Linked DNA regions of Pan troglodytes: region 2 is linked to region 1. The links are chromatin contacts, called in public Hi-C maps. All regions are on one chromosome and are shown on one strand. The core of a region is the stretch at or near the end of the contact, and the rest is flanking DNA. Distances in the headings are between cores, read along the strand shown.

Region 1 (3,130 bases), core at 413-2,912:
GCGTGAACCCGGGAGGCGGACCTTGCAGTGAGCCGAGATCGCGCTACTGCACTCTAGCCTGGGCGACAGAGCGAGACTCCATCTCAAAAAAAAAGAAATAGTAACTACTCATGAGATTGTTGATGAGGATTAAATAATGCATGTAAAGCACTCGATGGATAGAAGGTACTATAACCATAGGAGGCAACTATAATTATTTTAACTACATGCCTCTCAAGTTCCTTATACGTAAAATGGATACTTCGTAAGTGAAAATATTGCCTAGGGCCTTGTGCATTTTCAGTGCTTATAAAATGTTAGGAACTAATTAACAATGCTATGTCTCTCTTTCCTAGCCAAGGTCTCTCATTTTTCCTGGATTAAGCCCTTTGGCAAAACAGATTCTTTCCCAGCAGCTTTTTCAGGCCTCAGACACCCCTACCAAAGCCAGTGTCTACTGAACAGGCCCAGAGGAGCCCAGAGGGAATGGATGGGGCTTAGGTTGCAGCTGTCCTCTCCTGCCGGGACCCTGTTTCTGGTGAGCAGAGGACTGCTGCTCTGCCAGCTGTGTGACACTTTCATCACTGGATATTTCAAGATACAGTCCAAGATAAGCACTTCTCTTGTGCTTCCTTTCAGACAAAGCTCTCTGAAGACTAAAAGCTCATTGGCCTGACCTTTGGTCTCTGGAGGAAATGAGGAAATATCATCCAGCTTGTAGACAATGAAGACACCAAGCACTCGAGGGATGAGATTGAGCAACAAGGTGGCAGAGCTAGAGAAGAGGCCTGATAAGAGTGTTCCAGAGCATTAATAATTGTGATAAAAATAATCTCTGTCTCTTGTGAAGGTCTTACAGTTTACAAGGCATCTTCACACATACTAGCTTGTTGGCTCCTCAACACTCCTCACCTGAGACTGATGGAGCAACAGTCATCTCCGTTTTAGAGAGGAAGAAACTGAGTCCCAGAGTTGTATGATTTGCCCAAGGTCACAGAGGGTGAGAGGCAGAGCTGGCCTAGAACCGGGTCGGCTGACTTCGAGTCCAGGGTAATCGCGGATCGGAAAGAAGGAATGGGGGCCCTTCTTCCACCGCCGTGAAAAACAGAAAACTGAGAGTAAGAGTAAAGTACACAAAGGGTGGAGGAGCATAAAGAAGCCCGGGGTTCAGGGATGTGAGGCTGCAGGGTGAAGGTAGGGCCGAGGAATCAGGGTAGGGCTGTGGGGTCCAAGGTGGGGCTGCGGGGCCTGGGTCCTGGGACGGGAGCTCAGTGGGGATTCCAGGGGCACTGGCCGTTAAAAGTGCGAGGCGACCGTGGGAGGGTCAAGGGAGCGGGTGGCTACAGGTGTCTGAATAGGAAACGTAAAGGACGAAGATTAATGTGCAATTCCTATGACTGAGAGACGCCGAGGCCCCAAACCGGGCCAGAATACAAAAGTCTGCAGGAAGCTCAATTGAGATATAGGTGTTTTCTCCAATCAAACTTACCCAGTCAAGCTGATTCCTCAGAAGCAGCCCCAGACGTTTAACTCGACGGAAATGAGAAACGACCCAGGAACCCGTGGCCCTTTGGTCGTCGTAGTTTCCAGGGCTCAAAATGGACGCTTGGAAGCACTTCTCGTTCCTCAATCTAGAACTACAATTCCCGATGTACAGTGCGCGAGATTGCGCATTACAACTCTAAAACTACAACTCCCAGAGTTCTACGCGACCGTCCAGCCCCGCGTGGTCGTGCGAAACCGCCCAAGGCCTGGGATGCGGTGTGATTCCTCCCCCTGGTGGCCTGAAGAGGTGCCGCCGCGATTTCTGCTCTCGAGCGGAGGGTTTTGCTTGTAGTCCCGTGCGTAACCCTCCGCCTCACCCTCCTCAAATAGTCCTCAGGCGTGCCTAAAAATGGCCCCCGCTTCGCTTTATTCTCAAGGAGGTGGGAGGAGGTTGGAGTTTGTTTTGTGTCTTCTGCACACTTTGCTTCCTGTAAGAATAATAGACTGATCATTCAAATTAAGGGGACATTCCCTACCAGCCTGCATCTGTTGACACCTGTGATTTTCCATTGTCCTCAAAAGACTCCCTGGCAGAGAAAGGGGAGGAACCCGAGTAATCTGCTGGGCCGCATCCATCCCACATTACTGTCTAATGCTGGTTCTTAGCGACACTGATGGACAAGATACCGCTCCTAGCCTCAACAGAATCACAGTCTAGCAGAGAATTCAGACAAATGAATAATGACAGCACAGAACCGTGATCTCACGGGGAGACACAGCAAGCGTGGGAGCCTTGAAAAGGGGCCTCTGGCCAGGCTTGGGGGAAAGGGGCGGTGTCCGCAAGGCTTCTTAGAGGGAGTGATGTTTGTTAACATTGAGACCCGATATAAGGAAAGAACGTAGCCAGGAGTACAGAGACTGTGAAGGACATTTCAGAGTATGGCATTAAGTTCAGTGCTGGCTGCAGCTGAGTGTGAGGGATGGAAGGAGAGTATTTTCGGGGGAGTGGGGGTTAGGCAGAGCCCATCCTCAGGAGTCCTGTAAACTTCTATAGGAAATTTGGATCGTTCAGGCAGCTCAAAAACGTTCAACGGCCCTCTACTACCTATGAAGTGAAGTCCCAACTGCTTAGCCTGACATTCAAGGTCTTCTCCAACCTGCACTCCCCCACGCCCCACCCCCCACCCTTCAGCGCCCCTCCTCTGGGAGCTTTGTTCATGCCTCCAAAGTTTCCGCCGACATCTGTGTGTGCCTCGCACATGTGAGTTGACTCACACTGCCTTGGGTATCTCCTGTATTAGAGGTCTTAACTCTTGACACATTGTGAGCTCTTTGAGGTCAGGTACTGAGTCCTGCAGTCGCCCCCTCCACCCTACTCTTGCAGCCCACATCCCCCCGAAACACCAGGGTCCAGAGTCCCTGCTTTAGGCTCTCCTCTCCTGCCGACACACTGTTGTCACCCCCATCCTTCCAGGAGCCAAGATAAAGTCATCAGGAGAGAGTGCTGGCAGCCCTGCACTGTGGTAATTAAGCCTCGGATCTCATTAAATCTGTGGCTGATGGCGGCGGCCACAGAACCAGAAAAGCTTAGCGCAGATCAGAGAGCGGCTCCCTTTGGCCCATTAATCCGTGCTGTGCAGCTGGCCAGAACACTCACGACAAGCCA
Region 2 (3,210 bases), core at 500-2,999, 180 kb before region 1:
AATAAAATTAGAGAAGACTAACTAGAGTGGTTCTAAGTGCTTTTCCTTTGAGTGGCATGTTGCTCAGCTCCATCCTTCCATGGGGTGGCTCCCTCTTGGGGCAGAGTTGAGCTGGAATGCTTTCAGGTACTATCTTACCTATCGAAGGCTTGAGTGACTTGCCCAAAATAAGTTTTACGATAGAACAAGTGGTAAGACTTAGTGTTTTGAGAATCTGGTGCTCTCTGTTGAGAGAGATCTGGAAGTTAAAATCATTGTCTTAAAAGCAGAGCCTGAGACAGGCATGAAGTGTTTTTTTTGTTTGTTTTGTTTGTTTGGTGGGGCTGGGGGGGAGTGTACTTCCAGAAAAACCAGTAAAAGAAGGAAGGAAGCAGAAGAGGGAAAGGAAAAATGCTGAGCAGGAACAGTCTCAGCCCAGCCTTGGCCTGACCCACAGTGGAAGAGCTGTGGGGTATAAACCACACTGCAGAGCTGAACTGGCCTTTTGGACCTTGTATCAGTCATTGGCTTGGGAGGTGAAGGAAATTCCCAGGTAGGGGGCTCCATTCTTCCTGCAAGGGGATCTGAGTGGGACACCAAATCAGCATCTACACCCAGGACAGACAGCCAGCGTGGACTTGCATGATCCGCCATCGCACAGGAGGGAAAGGTAATGATTAAAACACAATGTGCCATCCTGGGAAGAGGGCCAGACCTGGAAGTCAATCTTCAGCGTTTGAGATATGGTGGAGATCAGGGTGGACGACCTCTGAGGTCTCTAGCCAGGACCAGTTACATAATTTGCACAGCCCCGTGCAAAATGAAAACACAAGACCCCCTATTAGAAAATCATTTCAAGACGGCAACAGCAAAGTACTAAACCAAGTACAGGATTCTGAGCATGCGGCCCGTTGTGACTGCATGGGCTGTTCACCCATGAAACCAGCTCTGTCTCTGGCAGAGGGGACTGCAGGCTTTGGAACCAAGGAACTCCAGCCTGGGAGCCAGGCACAGCCCGAGGCTGTGCTGAAGGCAGAGAAGGAAATGTGACCCAGGAACTGCATGCCACAGACCAAGACAGTGAGGGCCGGAGCACAAAGAGGGAGTGGGTTAGTGAGCCTGGAAGGAATGTGGCTCTTCCCACAGAGCCTCTGGAGTCTTGTACACCAAGTACCCATCTAATAAGCAAACTCATTGAATATACCGTGTGTGTGTGTGTGTGTGTGAGAGAGAGAGAGAGAGAGAGGCTAAAATAGAAGAAAGCTGCAAAGTGCTGGAGGGCAGGAGTCAGAGGAGAAAGAGGCCCATTCTGCGCATTCTTGCTGGAGAGAGGCTTTGCAAAGGGACCTGCCTGGGAACCAAGAACTGGGAAGGGGGCCAGGGTGAGGATTCTGAAGTTTGCCCTAGGGGTAGGAGCATATTTTAGGGGTCGAGCGACACACCCCTGGGCTTCCAGAAGTCGGATGGGGCTAAACGTGGAGAGCAACAAGCAGGGAGACGCGACGAATACCAGGCCGAGGGATTTCCAAACGCAGCCAACTCCTCCCGGGGACACAGACCCCGCGGGGCCACGGTCTCGATGGAGGGGAGTGTGCTCCGCGGTATCGGAGCCTACGGCCGCCAGCGCCTCGCCCACTCGGGGGCCGCGCTCCCCTCGCCGCCGAGCTGGACCCGCCTCCTGAGGGTGCGCGGAGGTGCGGCTCGGTGCGCAGCTGCGGAGGATCGCTTCCGGGGGGCGGGTCAGCGGAAGTGAAGGAGGTTGAGGCTGGGCGGCCCAAGGTGGAAGGAGGGGCCGTGAGGTGAGAGAGTCCGGGAGCCCGAGCCTGAGGTGAGAAAGGTTCTACGGCGGCGCGGAGGCGGGAGCGCGACCTTCCAGCCCGTTAGTAGACTGGGTCTACGTGCCGGGCGCTGTGCGGAGCCCGCAGCTCCTGTTCCCGCGCGAGTTCTCGCGGGAGCCGCAGCTGTCCGTCTCACTTGGCCCGGGGGAAACTGAGTTCCCGAAGGGTAGTTGCTCGTCGGAGTTCCCCAGCAAACAGTGACCAAGCCAGACCTCAGGCTTCTAGTTTCGGCTTCGCTGCTTGACGGGCCGGGCTGCCCCGCCGCGCATTCTGAGACCTGGCCGCGGCTCGGAGGCTTCCGCGCACTCGGGTCCGGGTCCTGTGGGTCCAAGGGCCGCTGGGCAGGCGGCGAGGACTTGGCCGACCTTGGCCCAGGTCGGGTCGTCTGCCGCGGGGGAGGGGCGACTCGCCCTGGCGGGTCCCCGCGGGGAGAGGGTCCGCGCGGGTCTCCGGCCACTGCTGCGCGCGGCAAAGTTTCACTGAGCGCGGCGGCCTCCGTGGGGGCCCCCGGGACCAGGGGTGCTGAGCGGGGCCCTGCGCTGGAGGAGCTCCCGTTCTCCTGAGGGGACGCCTGTCAACAGACAGCAACTGCAGCCTCCGGAGGGCTGCGGGGCGCAGAGGTGACAAGACCCACCGGTGCTGCCGGCGAACCGGGGGAAGATCTTCTAGCCAGTGACACTTGGGGGCGGGGGTGACAGCTGAGTTGGTGTTCCCCTTCATTCGTTTAGTTCAGCGCGTTGAAGCGCTCACTGTGTCCTAGGCAGACACCGTGCTGTGCGCGGGGATCACAGTTATCTAGTTCCTCTCGCGAGGACTCCGAGGGACAGGCAGGGTGCTGCGGAGCGCACAGGAAAGGACCTGACCCTGTCGCAGGGAAGGAAGGTGATGCTTAAGCTGAGCTCTGAGGAATGATGAAGAATGAGCTCGGCGAAGGGGGTGCTGCTGTTTGATGCAGGGCTCAGAGGTGGGCCCAGTGTTGGGGGTTGAGGGCCAGTGTGGCTGGAGGGCAAGGGGGAGAGCAGGAGGGCTGGCTGCGAAGCGTGCAGGCCTTGGTGCTCAGTGAGTGTGGTCTAGAGACGGCAGAGAAAGATGGGTTTGGGACTGATTGTGGATTTTATCCTGTGTTGGCTCTAGTAAGCCAGTTTTAAACGGATGAGCAATGTGATTAACAGTGTGTTTGGGAAGGATTCCTCTGGCTGTGTGTGAGGGTTAGGCCCAGCTGGGTCTTTGGAGGTAAGGTCGGAGAGGAAGTGGCAGTAAGCACCGTTAGTGCAATTTGTGGCCGACACGGACATTCAGCACAGAGCCTGGCACACAGAGGGACTCTGATAATAAAGGCTTGAACTGAGCCGAGAAGATGGAGCCCACGCAGGAGGTGGCAGGACCTGGACCA

What was found. A called contact is a pair of places that touch in the nucleus more often than the background predicts.
Region 2: a contact with region 1 is called in a Hi-C map of stem cell-derived neural progenitor cells, with 6 times the contacts expected there. The contact joins the promoter of MTFR1L here to the promoter of PAFAH2 in region 1. A contact is called at or near these places in 3 of 7 Hi-C or Micro-C datasets (induced pluripotent stem cells and stem cell-derived neural progenitor cells) and 1 of 1 datasets of contacts at active chromatin or transcription factors (stem cell-derived excitatory neurons).

What each region holds. Positions count from the first base shown.
Region 1 is chr1:204,975,448-204,978,577 of NHGRI_mPanTro3-v2.0_pri, reverse strand. PAFAH2 (platelet activating factor acetylhydrolase 2) reads right to left here and starts at 1,662. Exons shown (of 12, transcript XM_063784450.1): 1 at 1,469-1,662.
Region 2 is chr1:205,153,506-205,156,715 of NHGRI_mPanTro3-v2.0_pri, reverse strand. MTFR1L (mitochondrial fission regulator 1 like) reads left to right here and starts at 1,749. Exons shown (of 7, transcript NM_001246545.1): 1 at 1,749-1,807. It overlaps SELENON (selenoprotein N), which reads left to right. Exons shown (of 13, transcript XM_024357070.3): 13 at 1-21.